Regions from separate parts of the Xenopus tropicalis genome. Here region 2 is linked to region 1. A link is a contact called in public Hi-C data. All regions are on one chromosome and are shown on one strand. The core of a region is the stretch at or near the end of the contact, and the rest is flanking DNA. Distances in the headings are between cores, read along the strand shown. Region 1 holds the start of ykt6 (YKT6 v-SNARE homolog). Region 2 holds the start of elmod3 (ELMO/CED-12 domain containing 3).

Region 1 (7,201 bases), core at 3,114-5,613:
GGAAGCAAACCAAACATCACTTTGCTTTTAATAGTGTAAACGAAGCGCCCAGATCAGTACTGATTCTTTGTTGCTATCAGTTACTACAATGGTGAATAATAGCACCTATGTTAGAATATTTCCTTCACGGTCATTGGATCCCGCTGAATCTCCTGACCACATGAAAAGATGTGTAGGAATGCTAAGCATGCTTCATTCATGACTGATCTTTAACCCTCTCTAAAGAAAGTACAAGGATAAAAAGGGAAAGTTTGATTGTTGTGTTATGTAATTATTTTTGTATCACAAATGAAAATTCACAAAAATACTGGTGCAGAAATACAAAAAAAACTGTCTTCCTTGTAACTCCATACAGTTATGACTAACAGAATTTATGCTGTGATATCATAGTTATTGATTACTATAGAAATCAGAATCTGTTTATGGAGAGTGAGTCTGACTATTTGGATCCAGCTAGTCTGCAGCTTGAATGAGTCAGAGAAATATAGTTTCAACTCTAATATATGACAAAATGACAGTGATAAAGGCAATGATGAAGCGGAGGTCATAATGCTGACCCAGTGGATAGAGAATTGCTCATTATATAACTGATGAGCATAGCTAACCTATTATCAGACAGAGTATATACAGTTATGAGATCCCTTATCCGGAAACCAGTTATTCAGAAAGTTCCAAATTACGGATACTCCAATAGACTCCATTATAAGCAAATAATTCTAATTTTAAAAAAATATTTTTTCTTTTTCCCTGTAATAATAAAACAGTTCCTTGTACTTGATCCCAACTAAGATATAATTAATCCTTATTGGAGGCAAAACAAGCCTATTGGGTTTGTTCAATATTTGAATGATTTTTAGCAGACTTAAGTTACAGAGATCCAAATTATGGAAAGACCCCTTATCCGGAAAAACCCAGGTCCTTGAGCATTCTGGATAACAGGTCCCAAACCTGTACTGTGTATTGTGCTTCCAGAGCAGCTAACCTCTGATGTGCATATGGCATTTATAATATGCACAACTGACCTTGCTCCTTCACAGAGGACCGGCTCCCTTTATCTGATCGTTCCACTATCAGCTGGCTGGTAAATGCCATAAACTCCTGGATGCTGTGGAAAGAAAATGGCAGATACATTAGATAGCTTCAAGAAAGTTTGTGGAATTCATTACAAGTTAAGTATATATTGGTACAAAACAGAACCGGGGAATAGCACGGCTAGAGGCAGAAAGGAATGCTCTCTCTTTATTTGCAGTCAGTTGGAATCAGCTCTGGAAGGTTTCATTCTCCATCCTCTGAATCAATAAGAGATCTATTTGCTCGACCATGGCTACCATATGAAAGGCAGTCTAATAAAGAGATAGACACCTTGTGACATTATAAGTTCTGACTCTCTATAAGTGAATTACATATTGCATTAGCTCTGGTTACTAAGCCCAGCCAACCATATTTTCATCCCTGAATGTTTTTATATGAATTGGAGCCCCCTATTGGTTGCTCAGCTGAGTACATATTTAAGCTCATCTATTGACTTTAATTTATAGGAACAGTAACACCAAAAATTAAAGTGTTTTAAGTTAATTAAAATATCATTTAGCATTGCCCTGCACTGGAAAACATTTTGTGTTTGCCTCATTACTTTAGGTTAAATAAATAAGCTGCTGTGTAGCCACGGGTAGATATTTAAGCTGGAAAAAAAAGGCACAGGTTACACAGAAGATGGCAGACAAGCTCTGTAGAATACAGTGGTGTTTTACAGAGCTTATCCGTTATCTGCTAAGTAACCTATGCCACTTAGCCCTATTATAATTGGAATGGCAGCCTCCATGACTACACAGCAGCTTTGTTTATACAAACTGTAGTAGTGTTTCTGAAACAAACACACAACTTTTACCACTGCAGGGCAACAGTACATTATAATAACTTTGACGCATTTGTTGGAATAGATGTATGAATAGATGCATGGCTTAATGAGGCAATATGTACTGTGGAGCAAGAAACACACAGGTATGTCTTACTAGCAGGCCCCCTTTTTTCAGAAGTGCTGCCCCCACATTGCGCTCCCAGCTCTGCCCAATGCTGCTTGTATCTAAGGTAATTTCAGGTGGGTTTTATATATTTTCCATTTCAGGGGGTAAACATTAACTTGGATGCATACTTTGGGGAGTGCGAGATTGTGGTTGACTAGGTGATGAGGACCAAAGTAGGGTGGCATACGAGCTGACATATATGAACCCATAGCAACTAGCCAAGATCCAGCTGCAACAAGACTGAAAAAAGAAACATTCTGGCTAGTTGCTATAGGTTACTACCACATTTTATACAACTTTGTGAATAGCCTGCCCTCTCAAATAAAGAGTCTCTAAGACTGTAAGCAAACATTCTTGGTATAATCAGTATACCCTCTAATTTCTTGCAGGCAGTGTGGGCCAAGAAAGTCCAACATGCACCTAAAAAACAAAGGAACTCATGTATAAACACTGGGCAAATGTTACAGCTAGCTGAAGGTAGAACAATAAAAAGCAAACTTTTGATTGGTTCCCATGGGCTAATGCCCAGGTGCAAACCTGCCAAGTGTTCATAAATGACCCCCAGAGTTCACAGTCCAGGCAAGGGCTGAATTATATGTATGCATGCTCCCCATCTGATGTAGGAATGTCAAGGCACCTGAATAGGAACCACTACATATATATGATGTTGTGAGCGTAGGGTGGGTACCCAGCTTGGTAACCACTGCATATATATTATACTGTGAGCATAGGGGGCACCCAGCTTGGTAACCACTGCATATATATTATACTGTGAGCATAGGGTGGGCACCCAGCTTGGTAACCACTGCATATATATTATACTGTAAGCATAGGGTGGGCACCCAGCTTGGTAACCACTGCATATATATTATACTGTGAGCATAGGGGGCACCCAGCTTGGTAACCACTGCATATATATTATACTGTGAGCATAGGGGGCACCCAGCATGGTAACCACTGCATATATATTATACTGTGAGCATAGGGTGGCACCCAGCTTGGTAACCATTGCATATATATTATACTGTGAGCATAGGGTGGGCACCCAGCTTGGTAACCACTGCATATATATTATACTGTGAGCATAGGGTGGCACCCAGCTTGGTAACCACTGCATACATATTATACTGTGAGCATAGGGGGCACCCAGCTTGGTAACCACTGCATATATATTATACTGTGAGCATAGGGTGGCACCCAGCTTGGTAACCACTGCATATATATTATACTGTGAGCATAGGGGGCACCCAGCTTGGTAACCATTGCATATATATTATACTGTGAGCATAGGGGGGCACCCAGCTTGGTAACCATTGCATATATATTATACTGTGAGCATAGGGTGGGCACCCAGCTTGGTAACCACTGCATATATATTATACTGTGAGCATAGGGTGGCACCCAGCTTGGTAACCACTGCATATATATTATACTGTGAGCATAGGGGGCACCCAGCTTGGTAACCACTGCATATATATTATACTGTGAGCATAGGGGGCACCCAGCATGGTAACCACTGCATATATATTATACTGTGAGCATAGGGTGGGCACTCAGCTTGGTAACCACTGCATATATATTATACTGTGAGCATAGGGTGGCACCCAGCTTGGTAACCACTGCATATATATTATACTGTGAGCATAGGGTGGGCACCCAGCTTGGTAACCACTGCATATATATTATACTGTGAGCATAGGGTGGGCACCCAGCTTGGTAACCACTGCATATATATTATACTGTGAGCATAGGGTGGGCACCCAGCTTGGTAACCACTGCATATATTATACTGTGAGCATAGGGGGCACCCAGCATGGTAACCACTGCATATATATTATACTGTGAGCATAGGGGGCACCCAGCTTGGTAACCACTGCATATATATTATACTGTGAGCATAGGGTGGGCACCCATCATACCTGGATCTCTGGAAGAAGCTGAAGGAGGAGACATCATAGGCACTTTTCAGAAGACTGACCTTGTTATCTCCCTTATATAGAACACTGAGACTGTAAAGCTTCATGGTGGCTGCAAGAGAGAGAGGGGAGGATTGGGGTAAATGGTTCCATATAACAAGGACAGATGAGCACACACATCAGTGCTAGGCAGGGCAGCCATGAGCGGGGGACAGCAGTCCTGGGCCCGATGGGTTGTGGGTCTCTAGGTGGGCCGGCTGTGCTGCACTTACTTGGCTCACAGGGCCCCCCTGCTGTCAGTGAGATGTAGACTTCGGGAGGGGTGTTGGATGCTGAAGTGCCTGCGTGTCGTCTCCCCTACACAGCCTTAATAATAGCACCAAGTCCCGCTTTTCCCAACAGCCCAACAGTCCCGGGTCGCTACTTACAGGTCCCGCAAAACTGTTAACTGCAGCCTCCAACCCTCCTCCAGTCTTACAGGAAATCCCAACGCCACAAGTCTCATCACCACTACACGTAAGCGCAGTGACGCAACACGTTGCCGCCCGATGGGCGTGGCGAGCCGGCGTAACTCAGTGTTACATAGTCGGAAGCTGCTGGTTAATCGTGGCGGCTTCTCTCAAAATCGCATGTTGTTGTGCTTGCGCTTTCTGTTTCTCTGAGTGAACACTTATCTTTGTTGTTGGTTTCTCGTTATGCCATTCGCCATTTCAGTCCCAATAAAAGTCATTTATGTTTTATGCTAAAGGTTCGCAAGAAAAAAGGCTTCCATGGTTACCAACTGCCCCTGCAGCCATTGGAGTTTATTTTCCCAATTTCAGCCTGCGTCTGGATCTCCTCCATATTTATAACTTTGGAAAATGCACAGAACTTTTGGCATGTCTGAAGTTGATTGGTAATTTTACTGGCATGTCTGGGGTTAATATGCCCTTTATCAATTTAATGTAGTCATACTGGCATGTTTGAAGTTAATATGTCCTTTATTCTTTTTATTTAGTGATTATACTGGCACATCTGGGCCATGTAAAGTGGGTGTGGCACGTGGGGCGTGGTCACAAAGCAGGCGTGGCCAAATTTTTTTTTTGCCACACTACCTGAGTCACATATTTTTGTCCCTCTTTCTCTTAATAAAATGTTGGGAGGTATGTTGTTATATACCCTGTAAGATAAGAAAGAAACTGTTACTGTATATACAGTGCCCCCCCCCACACTTTAAATGTAAAATCAATAAAGAAAGATCATTTAAAAAGATCTATAATAAGTATATATTTGTAGCAGAGGGTATTGTACCATAGGAAGGACAAATATGGAGGTTTCCTACAAAGTGGTACAGCTGCTCTATACCCTGTGGGAACCATTTGGGAGACATTATCAGTGGTTTTCTTTTCCCTTTCATGGTCATGGGACTTTTTCTGCCGTTTGGCTTTGATTAATGAGCCTTCCTGTAGCGGAGAGGTCCCAGTACCAAAGCCACAGAATAGAAACTTCTTACAAAAAAGTACTTTGTTACCCACATGCATAGCGAATACATACTGCATGGCTGCATGGAAACCAGTGTGGGCTGCACTCGGATATAGGAGGCCTCATTTATCAAGCCAAATATCCCATGGCCAAGATATGAGCAGATGTACTAAATAGGTATCCTGTATTTAAAGGGAAAAACTTGCTGGGCTGGGCCCAGCAGGGACAGAGCATGTTCTCCTTGTATCCCTTTTAAAGGGGCTGTTCACTGAGTTAACATTTAGTATGATGTAGAGAGTAATATTCAGAGACAATTTCCAATTGGTCTTCATTTTTTCATTATTTGTAGTTTTAAATAACTTCAATAATTGTTCAGCAGCTCTCCAGTTTGGTGTTAGAACAGCTATTGGGTTACTAAGGTCCAAATTACCTTAGCAACCAGGGAGGGGCTTGAATGAGAGACTGATATATGACTAGGAGAGGGACTGAATAGAAATAAAAAGTTATCAAAAGTAACAATAACACTGTAGCTTCACAGAGGAAAGCTTTTGGCTGCCGCGGTCACCGACCCCCATTTGAAAGCTGCAAGAAGTAATTCAAATTGAAAATAATTCAAAATTTATATGAAGTCCAAATGAAAAGTTGCTTAGAACTGGTCAATCTATAAAACATACTAAAAGCTAAATTGAGCCACCCCTTTAAAGGGCAATGCATCCCAAAGCAGAAATGAACATATTACTATAAGTGATAAAATCCCTAATCTGGTGCCATACAGCATAATGTTCATTCCGGGGGCTGCGTCTCCTAGTGTCTCCTTAATCTTAGTGGGTTGTATGCCATGTACAAAATGGCCTCTCAGTCTCTGTCGTTGGTCACTTTATATTGAACAAGGGGCAATGAAAAGTACTGTCTATGGCAGGGAATTTTCTGGCCTTTAGTAGCTGCTACTAAGTAGCTCCGTGTGTCTTGGCCCTAAAGGGAACTGCTGTTATGTATTGTTTTTGTTCAAGTACATATATATTCTAAATATACTGTGTGAGTGTGTATATAATGTATAGAGAGAATGTTTGAATAATGACAGTTAAATAAACATTTGCAGAACCCCCAAACCAAACAGGTTCTGCCGGCTCTTATTCTCAGTACACGGATGGGGCGATGAAGAGAGAAGCACTGCACTAATTTCACACCCATTCCTTTGTGGCAGATATTTGGGTAGTGTTTATTGGACATCTGGGCGGCCATATTGGGCAATATCTGACTGTCAGCAAGGTGACTGTATAACAGCCATGTTGGCTCATATATGGGCCCCTAGACAGAAACGCCAGTTACCAACCAAACACAAGCTGGGTGTAAAGCTGCTACAGGTTGGGTGGTGCTACGCAGGCAGGCATCCCAAGCCCGCCCTGTCCCTCCTCCAATTGCAGGATAATGGTGATTCCTCTGAACGCTCCAATATGGCCGTTACATGCAGGAGACCCCCTTCACCGGTATGTGAGCTGCAGCGCCATTACAAGGAACGTCAAAATAACTAAATGTCGGCTTTGCAAATGAATAGTTACGAGTGGATTTGCCAGAAATTCAATTGTTCTCTGCAGTGAACTTTTTTGCATGTTTTCCTACATGTAAAAACCCAAAGGAAAATCCGCCCTATAATGAGCAGGGGGAGATAAACTCAAATGCCTCTAATGAATAAATATTGGATAGAACTAATAAATGGGACACTTCCGCTGATCAAACTGACATACAATGCCCGGGGGGCACCTGGGAAATTTGAGAAAATATGGGAACCCTGGCTAGATG
Region 2 (7,201 bases), core at 1,473-3,972, 150 kb after region 1:
ATATGGTTTTTCTGCTCACAATTACAATCTGCAGGCAAGACACGAAAAAGACATGTACAAAAGCCCTCTTATTGTACATTTATCTTTTACGCAGGGCCAGAACTAGGGGTAGGCAGAAGAGGCAGCTGCCTAGGGCGCATTGATTAGGGGGCGCCAGGCAGACGCTTCTGCTGCCTACCACTAGTTCCCCTACTTTGCCATTGCCCCCGCCGCTAATGACAAGCGGCAGGGGCAATGACCCACGGCATTGCACCTCCCCCAACTGCGCATGCGCGCCAACGGAGGGGGCGGGGTGGCCGACCGGGTTGCCTAGGGCGCCCGGACGGCTTGGCCCGCCCCTGCTTTTACGGCACACACATATTCAAAGTAACTACAAGCTGCAATGGTGCATTATTTGTGTTATTGTAAGTGGACTAGTAGTATGCTTGAAGAAAGCAAGGATTGAAGAAACTGACCAGTCTGCAAGGTTTCTAAGGCCTCCCACTCCTCCTGCGCTCTCAGCATATCCTCCCTGTCTGCAAACAAGAGAACATTTTATAGGTTAAGACATTTGCTTAAGGAACGCAGACATGTGTGTAACATTCTAACAATGGTCCATGGCCTAATATAGTTGTTGAGGTTTAAAAGACATACATCCCTCAAGCATGTGCTTGGAGAAAGAGGCACAGACTCACCCCTAAACATCAGCAAAAATACTGTTATATTTCCCACTGTGAGGTTTGTAAGTAAATGAATTAAAATATGAAAAGTACACCAGCTTAGTTACAAATCTGTTCCAGCACTGGTGGGTCAGTCACAAAGGGCTGCCTTTGATTAATAGTATTCAATGTATCTATTAAAGGTTACTGCCTGTGAAGTATAGAATACAAGGTATCTTTCCCAGCCATGAACTCTCTTTGTAAATACAAAGGTCTCAGCAAACTGCTTATAGTAACAAATATTTTGGGCTTATGGTAAGCCTCTTATAGGTTTTATGAAATATCAGCCCTCTACGTACCACATTCTTTTTCAGGTTCCCCTGCACCGCCCACAAGTGTCTGTAGGACAGTGTTCTGTTTAACAGCTGAAATCTGCAGAAATAAAGAAAGGTTTCTGGTCACTGATACTGGGCACAACTGTGCACTGGCAGATAGGGTTAATTAGGTGGCAGGTAACAGCCAATGAATATCAGCCTGGAGCTTACTACTCACCGGGAGAGCTTTCATAGCCGGCAGGAAGCTGCTCTGGGTCTCAGCAATGTCAGAGTTCTTCATCCTACCATTCATGGTCTAAATAGAGAAAAGCAGAATGAGTCCTCTTATTGCAAATGTGCTTGATAGTCAAAATTCAACACAGCTTTTGCTTATTAGTTCATATGCGGATACAGGAAAAATAACTATACTAATACATGTTCCAAGTTCTAGGCTGCTATATTCAATCTAGGAGATTTTAGAAAGATAGATTATACTGATTGTTAACTATTTTGTATCAATTTAAACAAACCTGGCAATTAAACAGTCATATATGTACCGGTGCCACAACTTTTATAGCTGTTTTCTTTTGTAGCTAGAAGGAAAAGATATTTCTTTAATTATTGGGGTTCTACATAGGAACAGTACAGCAAAGAATACTAATTGCTGGCTGAGCATACTGGGAACTACAGTTTTAGGGTGAAGACACACTGAGCTACTAGTAGCAGCTACTTGTCACGGCTACTAAAATAGACAATGCTGATCATTTACTGATAATTGTCTCTACGTGTGTTTTAGCTGAGGCAATTCTCAGTATTGTCTATGGCAGGGTATTTTCTGGATTTTAGCAGCCGTGACAAGTAGCTGCTACTAAGTAGCTCCATGTGTCATCACCCTAACAACAGTGGCAGATAGTTTGTTGGGTTAGTAATGTGCATGGATAATCAAAGGTCCCCCAGTTGCCACTGAACTACATTTGAAGGTAAATGATTATTAAAGGGGTGAAGTGGCAACTCTAGACACTGATCTTATCAGTTTCTCTTTACCTGCTCAGTCCTACAAAGCCAAGGCACCTGAGTGCAAACCACGACTGCTTAATAATAAGCTGCCCCCATGCAAGCCTTCAGATTCCCCATACCTCACTCTCCATTGTGAGATTTAGTTGTGCAGATAAACAGTTTCACAGCTGAGGGTGATCACACAGGTGTCTGCCATATTAATCCAATATATTTAGGCCCGCCCTCAGGTCTGGTAAGCGCTAACATATTTAGCATGACTGTTAGGGGGTGCAGCTGCACGGAATGAAAGCGCCCAGTTCCAGGCTACCGCCGCAGGTTGTGTGGGTCACATGAGGATCTCTCAGGTCTGCTTTCTGTAACCCTACAAAACAAGAAGAAATGACAATATTTAGAAAGGTTAAACTGGCAAAACAGGGAAACGGATACAAGAACAGAAACTGCAGTTATAATTCTTAGAATGGCTTAACCCTTGATGTGCCAGGGACAGAGAATCTATCCCCACCCCCAGAGTAAAAGCTGTGATGGTGTGATGGATCAGTGGATCTGAGTGAGTAGAGAGTGCAAGCACAATCACCTCATAATCACACAAACACACATGCATTTATATTGTATATCATTATACATACAGCAGAGCCCCGGACACAAACACTACATTCCTGCTCTATCAATCTCAGAACTTCCCTACCTCCAATCTCAGCGGCCATCAGCTTCTCCAGAGTCCTGGCAACCGAGCGGCGCGATGCATTGTGGGAAACGTAGTCTTTGCGGAGAGCCGCAAAACTTAACGTAGGGAACTCCTGAACTACAATGCCCAGCATTCCTTTAGTCCCCGCCCCTAGCTAATTTTGGACCGGGTGATTAGCTCGCTGTTAACGTGCGTCACAAGGCAAGGTATGTCCCCAGAAGCCGGAAAGGTTATTGGCGGTCAGGTTGCTGTGACAGAGAGCTGGTTAGCAGGACGAGAAGAACTAAGCTGCCCCGTAACGCTCTGATTTATGGATCCAATGATTTTGCCTCCCAGTAGTCCCGATTTGTATTAAACAGCCCAGTCTCCCGGATCCCAGTTTAGCCCTTTAATTGTCCCGCTCCTTGGCATCTCCCGGCCCGCTCTCCCGACCCGCTCTCCCGACTCGCTCTCCCGACCTCTTATCCTACTCTCGCGAGAATTGAGGGCGACAGGCTGTGTAATGGGACAGGGACGGGCTGTGTAATGGGACAGGGAAGGGCTGTGTAATGGGACAGGTACGGGCTGTGTAATGGGACAGGGACGGGCTGTGTAATGGGACAGGGACGGGCTGTGTAATGGGACAGGGACGGCCTGTGTAATGGGACAGGGACGGGCTGTGTAATGGGACAGGGACGGGCTGTGTAATGGGACAGGGACGGGCTGTGTAATGGGACAGGGACGGGCTGTGTAATGGGACAGGGACGGCCTGTGTAATGGGACAGGGACGGGCTGTGTAATGGGACAGGGACGGGCTGTGTAATGGGACAGGGACGGGCTGTGTAATGGGACAGGGACGGGCTGTGTAATAGGACAGGGATAGTCTGTATAATGGGACAGGGATGGGCTGTATAATAGGACAGGGACAGGCTGTATAATGGGACAGGCTGTATAATGGGACAGGGACGGGCTGTGTAATGGGACAGGGACGGGCTGTGTAATGGGACAGGGACGGGCTGTGTAATGGGACAGGGACAGGCTGTATAATGGGACAGTGAGAGGAGAGTAACACAAGCATCATAAAAGTTCATGGAGGTGCCAAATAAGGGCTGTGATTGGCTATTAGGGGCCTCTATGCACACTATCAGCTTACAGGGGGCTTTATTTGGTACTAAATCTTGTTTTTATTCAACCGAAACTTGCCCCCAAGTCAGGAATTCAAAAATAACTCCCTGGTTTGGAACAATTTGTTGCTCAGGAGCCAATGGTTGGAGAACTCTGGGCTATATAATGGGTCAACATCCCTACTGTACCGACCAACGGCCCCGTAACCCCGAGCGTAACATCCCTACCGTACCGACCAACGGCCCCGTAACCCCGAGTGTAACATTCCTACTGTACAGACCAACGGCCCCGTAACCCTGAGCGTAACATCCCTACTGTACCGACCAACGGCCCCGTAACCCCGAGCGTAACATCCCTACTGTACCGACCAACGGCCCCGTAACCCCGAGTGTAACATTCCTACTGTACAGACCAACGGCCCCGTAACCCCGAGTGTAACATTCCTACTGTACCGACCAACGGCCCCGTAACCCCGAGCGTAACATCCCTACTGTACCGACCAACGGCCCCGTAACCCCGAGTGTAACGTCCCTACTGTACAGACCAACGGCCCCGTAACCCCGAGTGTAACATTCCTACTGTACAGACCAACGGCCCTGTAACCCCGAGTGTAACATTCCTACTGTACCGACCAACGGCCCCGTAACCCCGAGCGTAACATCCCTACTGTACCGACCAACGGCCCCGTAACCCCGAGTGTAACGTCCCTACTGTACAGACCAACGGCCCCGTAACCCCGAGTGTAACATTCCTACTGTACAGACCAACGGCCCTGTAACCCCGAGCGTAACATCCCTACTGTACCGACCAACGGCCCCGTAACCCCGAGCGTAACATCCCTACTGTACCGACCAACGGCCCCGTAACCCCGAGCGTAACATCCCTACTGTACCGACCAACGGCCCCGTAACCCCGAGTGTAACATCCCTACTGTACCGACCAACGGCCCCGTAACCCCGAGTGTAACATCCCTACTGTACCGACCAACGGCCCCGTAACCCCGAGTGTAACATCCCTACTGTACCGACCAACGGCCCCGTAACCCCGAGTGTAACATCCCTACTGTACCGACCAACAGCCCCGTAACCCTGAGTGTAACATCCCTACCGTACCGACCAACAGACCCGTAACCCCGAGTGTAACATCCCTACTGTACCGACCAACCAACAGCCCCGTAAGCCTGAGTGTAACATCCCTACTGTACCGACCAACAGCCCCGTAACCCCGAGTGTAACATCCCTACTGTACCGACCAACAGCCCCGTAACCCCGAGTGTAACATCCCTACTGTACCGACCAACGGCCCCGTAACCCCGAGTGTAACATCCCTACTGTACCGACCAACGGCCCCGTAACCCCGAGTGTAACATCCCTACTGTACCGACCAACAGCCCCGTAACCCCGAGTGTAACATCCCTACTGTACCGACCAACGGCCCCGTAACCCCGAGTGTAACCTCCCTACTGTACCAACCAACGGCCCCGTAACCCCGAGTGTAACAACATCCCTACCATACTGACCAACGGCCCCGTAACCCTGAGTGTAACATCCCTACTGTACCGACCAACGGCCACTGTAACCAGGCTCTTGTTGCATGGGAACATGTGCCAACTAAAGGTCACTTATTCCAAGAATACCCCGCACATATATTTAAGCCACAAATTCCTTACAGGATGGGGTAACTGAAATGCCATCTTACAAATGGCTTAGATATCTAGATCTACCCCAAAAAGCTTGTGGGATTAGAGACCTGGAAGATTTTCTTGCAGGATCAGCACGATTAATAAACAGCAAATAGTAAGATGCCCAAACACTCATTATTATTGTACCCTTGTGGCTGCAATCATTTCTCAGTGCCAAAGAGGGAGCTGTGGCCCCATCATGGGGTTACGTGTCACCAACCTATCAATATTCACCATTTTACAAGCTAAAAGAAAATGAAGCCAGTATTACAAAGTCTTTTATTTTTTAATGATTAAAAAAACCAAGAACAAGAAATAAGTTTCAGCATGATTATGTGATTTCACAGGACACAGAATTATGTATCATCCTTAGCATGATCCTACAAGCCCAGAGATTCCAAACCAGCATTCAATAGTCACAGGGGAGGCATGGATGTGGTCTCTACAGACCGCCCACCACATTTCACATTAAGTAGGAGCACAGGTAAGGGGGGGGGGGGGTATTCTGGGGATGGGGTATACAGGAATGTTTGTAGGAAAAGCAAATACTGGCAGCTTAGTGTGGGCATAGGAAAGCAAGTGAGGATAAATGAGAGGGTAAAAGGAAGAACCGAGACTAACTATCCTTACCAATAACTGTCGCTTAAAAAGAAGCCCATGGAATGCTACCAAGTAATAATTACAGTGACAGTCATGTCATGTGGGAAATCCATTCTGGTTTCTTATCTGACAGAGCACACGAAGATAAAGTAATAATGGGTGGAACGTTCATCCCGGGTCTATTAACTCACAGCAACCACATATTCCCTTTCAAACAGCAAACCAATACATGTTGCCTGCTCATTGATTGCTATGTGACTTCTGGGTTAACATTCGCTTTGTCAATGTTCTCGCTTTGCCCAATTGGAATCATGGGAGTGCTGGGGGAGAAAAGGCTCTGGCTGGGTGGCTAGACAAGCAATAATCCTTGGGCACATCTAAACCAACCAATAAAACCAGAAGGTGGGATAAACAGCAAGAAAGCCTTGTGAGTAGTGAATATCAAGCAAGGTGGCCTAGCGACACAGCCTGGAGTGGGGCTAAACAAGCATGAACCCCTTGGCGTGGTCCTTGAAGGCTGGGCAATAGTGGGAGATAATGTTCAAAGAGGGGAAAAAGCTGAAGGAGCTGAACAAAAAGATCAAGGAAGCAGGAGGAGTGACTAATAGACCCTTTGGTCCACAGAGCTAGCAATTATAGCCCAGTGTAAGACCCTCAGTCTTGCAGAGTCCAACAGAAATGCCAACAGAGCTGCCTGCACAGCACAAGGAATGCTTTCTCACAGCACCTAGGATAAAAGTTGATCAAAAGCCCTGGTGCTAAACTAAGAATAGTATATAAATTAACCGTCTAGTTGGTCAACAGGAAGCATTTTGTTCAAGTGAAGACATGAAGTGCTTTTCTTGTGGTAATAGCCTATGGTGTTAGAACCGTTTTAGTGCAACAGGAACCTCTCATTGCCAGGACCAACCTCCCCCCATACTGCTTGTGCTCAGCACCAGCAAACTCACTCTAGCAACTCAACATAATTGGCTGGGAACATTCCAAAGTGACCATTGGGACCAATACCGCGCCACCAGCCTTCGTCAATCTTCTCGATATGTGTTATAAAGTCGTCTGGGTCAAATGAGATCTCTGTATCATCAGCTGCAAAGAAGGAAAGAAAAAAAATCCCCACCGTTATTTTATATATATATATATATACATATATATATATACATAT

What was found. Hi-C and Micro-C count contacts between places; a contact is called where the count stands out from the background.
Region 2: a contact with region 1 is called in a Hi-C map of brain, with 6 times the contacts expected there. The contact joins the promoter of elmod3 here to the promoter of ykt6 in region 1. A contact is called at or near these places in 2 of 5 Hi-C or Micro-C datasets (brain and tailbud embryo).

Annotation. Positions count from the first base shown.
Region 1 is chr3:126,516,548-126,523,748 of UCB_Xtro_10.0, forward strand. It overlaps ykt6 (YKT6 v-SNARE homolog), which reads right to left and starts at 4,364. Exons shown (of 8, transcript NM_203692.1): 1 at 4,213-4,364; 2 at 3,944-4,052; 3 at 1,023-1,105. The coding sequence starts at 4,047.
Region 2 is chr3:126,671,524-126,678,724 of UCB_Xtro_10.0, forward strand. It overlaps elmod3 (ELMO/CED-12 domain containing 3), which reads right to left and starts at 2,723. Exons shown (of 13, transcript NM_001079174.2): 1 at 2,655-2,723; 2 at 2,089-2,330; 3 at 1,191-1,268; 4 at 998-1,070; 5 at 456-515. The coding sequence starts at 2,100. It overlaps dbnl (drebrin like), which reads right to left. Exons shown (of 14, transcript NM_001142659.1): 13 at 6,177-7,125; 14 at 5,702-6,017. The coding sequence ends at 6,986.